2 separate regions of the Pan troglodytes genome follow, and region 1 is linked to region 2. A link is a contact called in public Hi-C data. All regions are on one chromosome and are shown on one strand. The core of a region is the stretch at or near the end of the contact, and the rest is flanking DNA. Distances in the headings are between cores, read along the strand shown.

Evidence for each region. A called contact is a pair of places that touch in the nucleus more often than the background predicts.
Region 1: a contact with region 2 is called in a Hi-C map of induced pluripotent stem cells, with 3 times the contacts expected there. The contact joins the promoter of C20H20orf144 here to the promoter of SNTA1 in region 2. A contact is called at or near these places in 1 of 7 Hi-C or Micro-C datasets (induced pluripotent stem cells) and 1 of 1 datasets of contacts at active chromatin or transcription factors (stem cell-derived excitatory neurons).

What each region holds. Positions count from the first base shown.
Region 1 is chr21:39,868,656-39,874,472 of NHGRI_mPanTro3-v2.0_pri, forward strand. C20H20orf144 (chromosome 20 C20orf144 homolog) reads left to right here and starts at 2,657. Exons shown (of 2, transcript NM_001044379.1): 1 at 2,657-2,814; 2 at 3,879-4,279. The coding sequence starts at 2,689. The coding sequence ends at 4,232. It overlaps NECAB3 (N-terminal EF-hand calcium binding protein 3), which reads right to left. Exons shown (of 12, transcript XM_016947094.4): 6 at 600-736; 7 at 226-344; 8 at 1-73.
Region 2 is chr21:39,648,992-39,654,822 of NHGRI_mPanTro3-v2.0_pri, forward strand. It overlaps SNTA1 (syntrophin alpha 1), which reads right to left and starts at 4,419. Exons shown (of 8, transcript XM_003316860.4): 1 at 3,966-4,419. The coding sequence starts at 4,275.

The DNA.
Region 1 (5,817 bases), core at 1,407-3,906, 220 kb after region 2:
TCAAGCTGGTCGATGAGCTCCTGGAGGCGGTTCACCTGGAGCCGCCACTGCATCTCGGCCTCTGAGCTGCGCCCTGTGTGTGGGGCCCGTGCAGGGTCAGGCAGGGGCCTCTCAGGTCCCGCAGGTGCTCAGAATGAAGTGAGGGGCAGTGAAGGAGCGGGCCCTGGGGGAAGGGGGGATGCGGTGCCTGCCTCGGCCAGGCCTCCCACCCCACCCCAGGCGCACCTGTGTCAGAAGAGCCGGGGGACCAGGTGGATGACCGGCTGACACTCCTCAGGGCTCGGCGTCCTGCCTGCCGGCTGCCGCAGAGCCTGCTCTGCGCCTCCACGCTCTCTGCGTCTGACCTAGAGGAAGTGAGGCTCACAGGGCTGAGGACTGGGGCCCCAGGACGGGATAAGCCTGGGTGGGGAAGACAAGCCTCCTGGGACTCCGAGGCCTAGCCCCAAAGCCAGTCTCATTTCACCCCACCATGGCTACCCTGCCATGGCTTCCCCGCCCGAAAATGCAGGCTCCAGGATGCTGGGACTGTGGGGATTTGGAATGGGGGTACAATGGGCGCTTGTGCACTAGCCCCACAGGTTGACAGCACCCTTACATACCGCCAGCCATGGGCCTGGGCCTCCAGGGTATCTGACGCCCCCTCCAGCGAGCTCTGCAGGGCTTGCAGCTGGCTCACCGTCTCCCGCAGCAGGAAGCGTGTCACAAACTGGTCCACTTTGGAGGCCCTCTCATACTCCTGTGGGCCGAGGAGGGACGGTCAGCATCTCCCAGCCCGGGCACTGATCTCTTGAGTGGGTCCCCTGCCTCTTGCCCATCAGAGCAGCGGTGGCAGTGCCAAGAGCAGGGGCACACAAACCTGGCACAGGCAGGAGGGTACTGAGACCTGATGGGCAGGGAGGGTCTGGATCCCTCCTTGTCCGGGACTGGCCTCCCTCCCCGGAGGTGTGAGGCCAACTCACAGGAGGCATCTGCCCAGCGAAGTGCCTGGCCTCTCTGGACCTCACGGCCCCTTCCCTGATGGGGCTACCACCTTCAGCACTGTCATAGCCAGTGAGTCCCAGGCACAGCTAGGCTGGGTGGGGGCTATCACGAGGTATCCAAGGGCCAATGTTGACACAAGGCAAAATAATGGCGTGGTGTGGCCCCAGACTCACAATCTACGTATTCACTCATTCATTCATTCGCTCATACACACAACACTGGGTGCTTTTTACTAGGAGCTGCTGATAAAAGACAATCAGGTTGCCATCCTCACTCACTCAAGACACACACGCCGGCACTGACCCCAACCGACACTGCCAGCCTCCTCCCAGCCCCTCTCAGGGTGGCAGAGAGGCAGGGAGGCTGCCCACATGCTAGGCCCTGCATGGCCCAGCATGGGATTCTGAGGCTCCTCAACTACCGTCAGTTCCTGGAGCTTCCATTTCCTCATCTATCAAACAGGAAAGATGAAACTCAGCACATGGAGCTGCAAGAACGTCCCAGGAGTTAATTCCTGCATAGGACTCAGCCCAGGGTCTGGCACGTAAGCTCTCGATGCCAGACCTGCCAGCCATCTATCGTCAAGTATAATACAATAAAGGGCCTGCCCACTTGTACACCCAGGAGTCACAGATGTCCTGAGAATTGCCTAACCCCTACCACACACACACATGCATCAGGGTGGGAGTCCTGGGGAGCTGTAGTCCAGGTGCCTGCCCTCTCCGAGGAGACTCCAGAAGCCCCATCCATCAGAGACTTCATCTCCTGCCATGACCTGCCTCAGCTCAGCCATCGGATGGGACCTCCTGGGCCAGGCTTATGAGCTAGGCGACAGGGACAGAGAAGAGGCTGGGTCTTTTCATTCTCAGACAGGCCAGGGTTTCTATCTCCATGAAATCTTTCCAAAAAATTCCTTTTTGGGTATTTGAGATGATTAGTTTCTGTTGCTTTCAACCAGAGAACAGACAGAAGCACCCACTCAGAGCCAGGCACTACTGCAAGAAGAATTTCATTTAGTCTTTTGTTTTTCTGAGAAAGAGTCTCACTGTATCACCCAGGCTGGAGTGAAGCAGCATGATCTTGGCTCACCGCAACCTCTGCCTCCCAGCTTCAAGCAATTCTCCTGCCTCAGCCTCTTGAATAGCTAGGTTTACAGGCCTGTGCCACCACACCTGGCTAATGTTTGTATTTTTAGTAGAGACGGGGTTTCACTATGTTGCCCAGGCTGGACTCGAACTCCTGACCTCAGGTGATCCACCCGCCTCGGCCTCCCAAAGTACTGAGACTACAGGCATTAGCCACCATGCCAAGCCTCATTTAACCTTTGTAACAATTTACAGGAACCATAATTGACCCCATTTTGCAGATGAGAAAACAGGTCCACAGAGGTTGATTACCTGGGCTAAGGTCACATAGCAAGTTAGTGGCAGGGCCAAAATTCATACCCAAACCACAGAAATCCCCCTCTATTCACCACTAAGCACCTTACATGCATTGCCTCATTTATGATCATTAGCCCAGTTTTACAGCTGAGAAACCAAGGCTAGAAGTGACTGAGTGGAGCCCAGATTCACCTGTGGGCCCTGGAAGGCGGTGCTCAGAGCCTGCAATTGGTGAGGTCAGCCCGTGAGGTCACAATGTTGCCAGGGCCAGGGGGCAGAGCAGACGGAGTGTGGGCCATCGTCCCCAGTAGTGACCAGCCCTGCCATGGGAAACTACAGTTCCCACAAAAGGACCAAAGCACCCAAGCAGGCCCGCAAGGAGAGGCCGGCTGACATGGACAAGGCCTGGTGGAAACCGTTCCTCAACCACCTCACTCGGAAGAAGCCGGCTGTGAGTGCGGGGGATGGGGAGCAGGGCTGGGGAGGCAGCTGGGGGGCAGAGAAAGCTGGACAAGTGGGTGGGAAGGGATGCTGGGAGTCTAGGCCTTGTATGCAGAAGTCCTAGGGGGTGAGGGAGGAATTCGAAAATCTCTCCCAAGGATGAGGATCCCAGGAGCCCATATGGGTGTGGATGGGGCTCCTTTCAAGGTGGCTCACGCCCGTAATTCCAACACGTTGCTAGGCCAAGGTGGGTGGATAACTTCAGCCCAGGAGTTTGAGATTGGCCTGGGCAACATAGGGAGGCCCCATCTCTACAAAAATAAAAACTTAGCTGGTTGTGGTGGTGAATGCCCGCAGTCCCAGCTACTCAGAAGACTGAGGTGGACTACGTGAGCCCAGGAGGTCAGGGATGCAGTGAGCCGTTGACAGCACCACTGCACTCCAGCCTGTAGGACACAGCAAGACCCTGTTTGACTCAGTCTTAAAAAAAAAAAAAGCCCAGAAGGGAGGGCAGAGATTCCAGAACCAGAAAGTGGATGAGACTTGAGAGCCCCGGGGGGTGAGCATGAGTGGGATTCTCTCCCAACCCTGGACGAACGGGTGGAGATCCCAACACGGAGAATCAGTTCTAGTTGGTACTACTGGAGCTAGAGGCAGGGGGAATTCCCTAGTGTCCTCTCTTCAGCTCCTAGGCTCAGAACTTCCCTGTCTCCCTCTCAAATGAGCAGAAGCCCTGGACCAGGCGGGGGTGGGAGGTGCTGAAAGCCCCTGACATAGGGCCTGGAAGGGATCTCATAAACTTAGACGGAGCTGGTCTCAGGAAGTCAGCCTGGGATGGATGAGGGTTTCCAGAAGGGAGGCGGAGTCCGGGGCGCCACGCAGGGAAGGGCGGGCTTCCCCGCGGCCTGAATTGGACAGGGGTCCCCTCCAGCCCTGTGCACGGGAGGATGACAGGACCCGGGTGGACGACAGGACCCGGGTGGACGAGGGTCCCAGGAGAAGCGCGGAGCGGCCCCGGGTCTTGGGCTCGGCCCTAGCGCGCTCTCTCGCCTCACGCCCCTGTTCCACCCCCAGACCAGGATCGTGCTGATTCTCCCCCTGGACAAGCGGCAGCCGCTGGCCAACGCTGGGCGACGGATTGACTACGCGTCCGGCGCCGGGCTAGGCTCCCCGGCGGCACCCAGATTGCGCGGAGCTGGCGAAGGTAGCGAGCGCGAGCCGAGGATGCCGGTACTGCTGCTGCTGCGGCGGCAAGAGGCGCGGCGGCCGGAAGAGGGCGGGGCCGGCGTAAGGGGCGGGGCCAGGGCAGCTCTGAGCTGGCCGCGGCTGCTCTCGCGCTTCCGGTCCCCGGGGAAGGCTCCCCGCGAAGCCGGCCCCGCCGAGGAGCAGCCGCGCAAACGGTGCCGCTGCCCTCGCCCGCGGCTTTAAACGCTTGGCCCGGACCCCGCCCAATAAAGAGTGCGTGGCAACCCTGGCGCCTGCGAACCCTGTCGGAGGCGTCTGGGCGCGGAGTCGGGGTGGGCAAAGCTCAGCCTAGGAGCCGCAGAGGGGTGAACGGGGCGTAATGAAGGCAGAGCCATCGCCACGGTCTGGAGCCAGGGCTGTCTTTTGCTTTCTCCTTCCTTGTGCCAAGGGTCAGAACAGAACCCCAAACCTTGCTACAGTGGCGGGAGGCAGTTTCCTTCCCCCAACACTCCAAACCCAGGTCACATCCTGCCCAGTCTGCAGGCTCAAGGGAGGTGGGCTTGGGCAAACCCAGGCTTGGCCACGCTAGTGAGAGGGACCTGCTTCCGGTAAAGCCTGACATCCCCCCAGCATCCAGAAATCCCTCTTAGGCATGAGGGAGGGTTCCAGGCCAACAGGCACCATCCTGGGTAAGAACAGCCAGGATGGCAGTCAGCTGGGGCAAGGCCTGAGACGTGGATTCTGCCTGGGGACGCACCCAGGAGAAGCTGGAAGCCCTGGGCCTCTCTCTGGCCCCTCACTCCTACACATTGTGCTTGGTAACCCAAAGCATTCAGGCCCCCCAGTCTTCCCCAAGGCACCTGTCTCCCAACCTACCCTGTCCCATCTCCTTCCCCACGTGACAAAGACTAATTCCAAACCACTTACCTGTCTAGGGCAGCTCACTCCCCTGCTCATAAGCTTTCAATAGGTCTCCATTACCAACAGGGAAAAAGCCCACAGCCTCGGTCTCACTCCCCAAATCACTTAGAAAAAGCCCTGCCACACTTTCTGTGGGCGGGATCCTGCTGCTGCTTCTCCTCACTCTCCCGGGTCCCAAATCCAGCTCCACACCCAATGCCACCCCTGGCCTGCCGAACCTGCAGCCCGCCTTCCTGCCACACTCTGGTGACCAACCTCAGGATGCCCTCTTTTGGGGGCAGATGCAGCAGGACTGAAGTCCCAGCTCACTACAGCCACCAGCCCAGCTTCTGCTGAAGATGCACTTTTGTCACCGTCACCAGGATGAACATCTCCTCCACCTTGCCTGCACCAGGCTGGAGGCTGCAAGAGCTATAACATCACTCCTGCTAATTGTGAGAACGGACTCTTCCCTACCATCCACATGGTTACAATCAGGGTAACCATGTTCTTCCATGGGGCTGCACCTCCTGCCCATACAGTGATTGGTCCAAGCTGGTCCTGTCAGCCCCTCCCCCTAGGACTGTGATTCAGGAGCTGTAAGAGACCATGTTCTCTACTTGAACATGCGCAGGCTAAGCCAGCCTTCAGAATAAAAACACAATGCAGGCCAAGTGCAGTGGATCACGCCTGTAAACCCAGCATTTTGGGAGGCTGAGGCAGGCAGATCACGAGGTCAGGAGATCGAGACCATCCTGGCTAACACGGTGAAACCCCGTCTCTACTAAAAATACAAAAAACTAGCCAGGCATCATGGCGGGCGCCTGTAGTCCCAGCTACTCGGGAGACTAAGGCAGGGGAATTGAACCCAGGAGGCAGAGGTTGCAGTGAGCTGAGATCACGCCACTGCACTCCAGCCTGGGCAAGA
Region 2 (5,831 bases), core at 3,169-5,668:
CCAGGCACCTGTGGTCTCAGCTACTAGGGAAGCTGAAGTAGGAGGATCACTTGAGCCCAGGAGGTCGAGGCTGCAGTGAGCTGAGATTGTGCCACTGCACTCTAGCTTCGGTGGCAGAAGGAGACCCTGTCTCAATAAATTAATTAATTAAATAAATCATTTTCAAAATTCATAATGCTATAGTTTGATCCCTGGATCTCTTGATTAAGTGCTTTGGGTGTTCACCAGTGTTTGTGCAACTTACAAAGTGCTTCAACAACTTTTTCTTAAATGTTTTCGATTTTCTCATGCAACCCATAAATATATATGCCTACTATGTACCCACAAAAATTAAAAATGAAAATAACCGGACAAAGTGGCTCACACCTGTAATCCCAACACTTTGGGAGGCCAAGGTGGTCAGATCACTTGAGACCAGTAGTTTGAGACCAGCCTGGCCAACATAGCGAAATCCTGCCTCTACTAAAAACACAAAAAAGGGCCAGGTGCAGTGGCTTATGCCTGTAATCCCAGCACTTTGGGAGGCCAAGGCTGCCAGGTGGATCACCTAAGGTCAGGAGTTCGAGACCAGCCTGGCCAACATAGTGAAACCCTGTCCCTACCAAAAATACAAAAAATTAACTGGGCGTGGTAGCGGATGCCTGTAATCCCAGCTACTCGGGAGGCTGAGGCAGGAGAATCGCTTGGACCCAGGAGGCGGAGGTTGCAGTGAGCCGAGATCACGCCATTGCTCTCTAGCCTGGGCAACAAGAGTGAAACTCTGCTCAAAAAAGTAAATAAATACATAATAAAAAAATAAACAAATAAAAAATATGGCTGGGCGTGGTGGCTCACGCCTGTAATCCCAGCACTTTGGGAGGCCAAGATGGGCGGATCACCTGAGGTTAGGGGTTCAAGACCAGCCTGGCCAACATGGCAAAACCCCATCTCTTCTAAAAGTACAAATATTAGCCGGGCATGGGGGCGCATGCCTGTAATCCCAGTTACTCGGGAGGCTGAGTCAGGAGAATTGCTTGAACCGGGAGGCTGAGGTTGCAATGAGCCAAGATTGCACCATTGCACTCCAGCCTGGGCAATAAGAGCGAAACTCCATCTCAAAAAATAAATAAATAAATAAATAAATACAAACACAAAAAATTAGCTGGGCCTGGTGGCACATGCCTGTAGTCCCAGCTACTCAGGAGGCTGAGGCAGCAGAATTGCTTGAACCCAGGAGGTGGAGGTTGCAGTGAGCCAAGATCACACCACTGCACTCCAGCATGGGCAACAGAACAAGACTCCATCTCAAAATAAAACAAAAATACAAAAATTAGCCAGGCGTGGCGGTGTGTGCCCATAATTCCAGCTACTCAGGAGGCTGAGGCACGAGAACTGCTTGAACCCAGGAGGTGGAGATTGCAGTGAGCCGAGATCGCACCACTGCACTCCACCCTGGGCAACAGAGCAAGACTGTCTCTCACACACACACACACACACACACACACACACACACACAAAGGCAACAATGTGGGAACCCACTGATACCCCTCAAACCGGAATCAAGAGACAAGTCGGCTATTCCTATGGCCTCAAAAGACTGCTTTAGCAATCATAATGTTTTACAATCCAAAGTCCAGGCTGGAAACCAAAGCCTTAGAGTCTAGAGATTCTAAAAACCTGCCTGAATGGCATCTTGGATACAAAAGAAGCTAATACATTTTACTAAACATCTTTATTACCAAACTCTTAAATGCCCTTTTAAAATAAGAAATAGTAATAAGAGTTCACCTTAGTTGCACTTACCAAATGCCAAGCACTGTGCTAAATGCTTTCAATGTTGATTCATTGCGTCTTTACAATACCCCATCACATAGGTATGTTCAGTTTCCTATTAGGGAAACTGAAGTGTGGAGGGAAGCCCCTTGTCCAAGGTCACTCAACTAGTAAGTAGCGAAGCAAGTATTTGCACATAGGCCTCCAGGCTCCAGAACCAACACTATTAGCCCTACCACAGACGACAAGTCAGGCCCTCAGATATCACACTCCTGGCTCATCCCCAGAATACTGAAGATGAAGAATTAGTGGCCCAGAGTGGGAGGTCATTGTTCCAAGGTCACACAAGTCTGGTGGCGGAGCTGGGACTGGAACACCTCTCTTGACGCCCACACAGGCCCGACCGTTTGCTTATCTGCACAGAGCTTGAAGTCTAGGAGAGGAAGGGGTTTCTATTTATATCTGCCCTCCCCCACCTGAAACTAGGGGCTTCAGTTCAGTTTGAAGCTATGATCACTCATGGCTGCCTCAGACTAAGCTAGACTCTATAGGAGGGGTTACCATGGCAACAGGAGCCCAGATTTGGATCCAATGGAAATACCTGAAGTCTCCTAAAAGTACCCTCCCCTCCACCTAGAAGTATGGAGCTGGGGAGTAACTTTGTGTGACCTTGCAAAGTCCCTGCTCCTCTCTGAGTCTCAGTGTGTCCATCTGCAGAATGGAATTCTGTATGAATAAGTTCCTTCCTGCTTTGACACACTGAGTGTATAATTTTTGGATTCATCTGTTGCCCTATCCCATGCTGGAGATTGGGGGTAAGACTGGTGCCCACACCCTCATTTTCTCATTTCTCCTTTTTAGCCCCTCTTGGTTGGCTGCCTGGGGATCTGCCCTTCTACAGGAAAGAATCAACTTCCCTGAGCACTCTCTGAGGGACAGTAGCTGATAATTAAGGTTCAAATCCCAGCACTGACACTCACTATGTAATCGTGGGAAAATCATTTTAACTTTCTGAGTCTCAGTTTCTTCACCTGCAATATGGGAATTATACTCCCTACCTTTCACCACTTGTTGCCAGGATGAAGTGGATCATGAGACTAGTGTCCTGGGCACAGCACCTGGCACACAGTGGTGGCATTCACCACCATCCCCACCGCCTCAGCCAAGCCAAACGGTCTGGAGGCACTAGTCAACAGAACCAGTACCAGGGAGACCCCAGAGGGTATGGTATGTATTCAAGGTGGAGACAAAGGCTGATACCCTTTCCCAAAGCACCTGCTGGGGGCTGGGACCCTGAGAAACAGATGGGCAGGAATAGTGAACCCAGCAGCTGGGGGTGTGCAAGGATTTTAACAACTATGTTTAGTTGCTTTGGGAGTATCTGCTGGCCTCCATTTTTCCTCTCCGCTAACAGCAGTAATTAACTAGGCACCTACAGTGTGCTGGTGTGGTGAGCCCTGCTCTCAGAAACATCACAACTCTGTCATCCTCTTATACAGTTGAGGAAACAGATTCAGAGGCGGGGCGGGACTTTTGCAACCTCACACAGCTGATCCTGGATTCAAACACAGTCTGGTTGAACCCTAACTGCACCCCACTAGCGGTCAGTCCTGGGGGCTGAAAGCTCTATCCTGTGCAAGGTGGAGATAGTCAGATCAGGAGACCCAAATCCAGCTGTCAGGGCTCCCTGCAGCCTTCCTGGGTCCTTAGATTCCTAGGTCCTTGCTGGCCTTCTGCCTGTGACCCCAGCCTGTGCCTGCACCCAGGCCTCCTATCCACCCCTGTGCTTCCCAGACTCCAGGCCTCCCCTCTGCACCCACCTTGGTTGCTTCTCAGGGACTCCCTCCTCCCTGTCCCACTGGTGTCCCGGCCTCAACCCCCTTTCTCCACACTCTGCTTTCCGGGGGACCCCTCTTGTCCTTGATATTCATGCTCAGACCCCCCCGCCTCCACACAGAACTCCCACCCACGTGTCCTTGGTGCTCCCACAATCTTATCCACACCTGTGTCTTCCGTGCCCCCTAAGGCCACCAACTACTGAAACCCCCTCCAACCTTGGTGTGCCCAGTGCCCTCCGTGACCTGTTTCCTCAGACCCCCCTTACCCCTAGACAGGAAGCCTCCAGCTCCATGTCCTGGGCGCGCTGCCAGCCCCCTGCGCCCTCGGCTGCCCCCAGACACCACGACCCCGCGCCCTCGGTGTCCCGCGCCCACCTTTGATGCTGATGCCCAGCCCACCGGCGTCGGCCTTGCGCACCGTCACGCGGCGCCGCTGGAGCAGTAGCGCCTCTGGCAGCTGCGGGGGCCCGGCGCCCGGCTCCGCGGCGCCGTTGAGCTGCGCGGGCTCCTGCTCCCGCGGAGCGCCGGGCTCGGGACCAGGGTCGCCGTCGGCGGGGCTCACGGTCAGCACGTCCTCCGCCAGACTCAGCAGCACCCGCTGCCATCGCTCGCCGCCGGCCCCCGAGCCCGCCCCGGCGCGCAGCTCCAGTAGCCCGGTGCGCGGGGCGCGCCTGCCGGACGCCATCTTCGCCTCCGAGCCCCCGGGCCGCCGCGCTCGCCCTGTCCCGCCTTGCCCAGCCCGCTCCGACCAAGCGCCCAGGGCAGAGGGCAGCGGGGGCCCGGCTGGGCCAGCCGCCACCCTACCCCGGCCGCTGGGGGAGGAGCTCTGGGGGCGGGGCTACCCGGGGGTGTGGCCAGTGCTGGGGAGGGGGCCTCGGGCAAATGCAGGAGGCCGAGGCGGGGCCCGGGAGCCGAGGGCCGCCGTGTGGGACTACCTAGGGGGGTGGGTCAGAAGGGCGGCGGGGCGGGCCGCTAAGTAAGGCGAAAAGCCCGGGAGGCGTGGTGCTGGGCGGGGCGTCAGGGGGCGGGGCTTCGCGTCGGGGGCGGAACCCAGTGAGCCCGCCCAGGGGGCTCGGCGCTCGGAATGCCCATCGAGGGCCGGGACTGTAACTCCCGGACGTGGGAGCGCATGAAAAAGAGACAGAACCACGTATCCTGGTGCGAAGCACTGGGCATCGGGCTGGGCTGCATATGGCGGAGGGCTGGGCTGCGTATGGTAGAGCGTTGGACTCCAAGGCTTGAGTTTAAGAGGTAGACACCGGCTGGGCGTGGTGGCTCACGCCTGTAATCCCAACACTTTGGGAGGCCTAGATGACAGCCCAGAAGCTCGAGGCTGCAGTAAGCCGCGATCGCGCCACTGCACTCCAGCCTGGGTGACAGAGCGAAACCCTGTGTCAAAAAAAAAAAAAAAAAGGTAGATGCTGAGCCGCGAGAGACCTTGCGGGCACGGTTGCTAGTTGGGGAGCTGAGGAAGAAGTTGGTTTCCTATCGGGGAGGGCGGGGGGTGGGGGGTGGGGGTCGAGGCTTTGGTCTGTGGGCGTGGCTTATCGCTGGCGTGGCTTCTAAAGATGACAGGCCCCGCCCCCTGGAGGAGACAGCTACCGACACCGCTTAGGGCTTGGGGGAGGTGTGGGCAGGATCCCCACTTCAAAACTGGAGGGAAGTTTAAGAGATTAACCCCTGGCTGTGTTCACAGTCGAGTATAGAAAAGCCTGAAGTCCCACACTTTTGAGGCCTGGCAGAAAAAAAACAGAACTCCTGGTGTGTGGGAAGAGGGTTGCAAGGTGGGGCTCTGGGTCTGGGCGACTGGAGACATGGTTTCTAATCTTTGCTGCCTCTGTTAGCTCCAAGTCGACTTTGGTCCCCTCACGTCACTGCTCTAGGCCTCAATTTCCTCATCTGTAAAATGTGGATCATAATAATACCTACTTCACTGGGCTGGTGTGAGGATTAAATCAATGTGAAAACACGTGGTAAATTGTGACTCCCTATGCTATAGAAATAATCACTTTCATTTAGTGAATGCTTACTCTTACCTAGGGCTGGCAGAATATTTTCCAAGTGTTATCTTTACATTAGCCTCCTGGAGTAGCTAAGAGCACCCCCAGCTGGGCACAGTGGCTCACACCTGTAATCACAGCTGAGGTGGGAGGATCGCTTGAGCCTTGGAGGTCCAGGCTGCAGTGAGCTGTGATTGCACCATCACACTCCAGCCTTGGTGACAGAGCAAGAAAAAAGAGC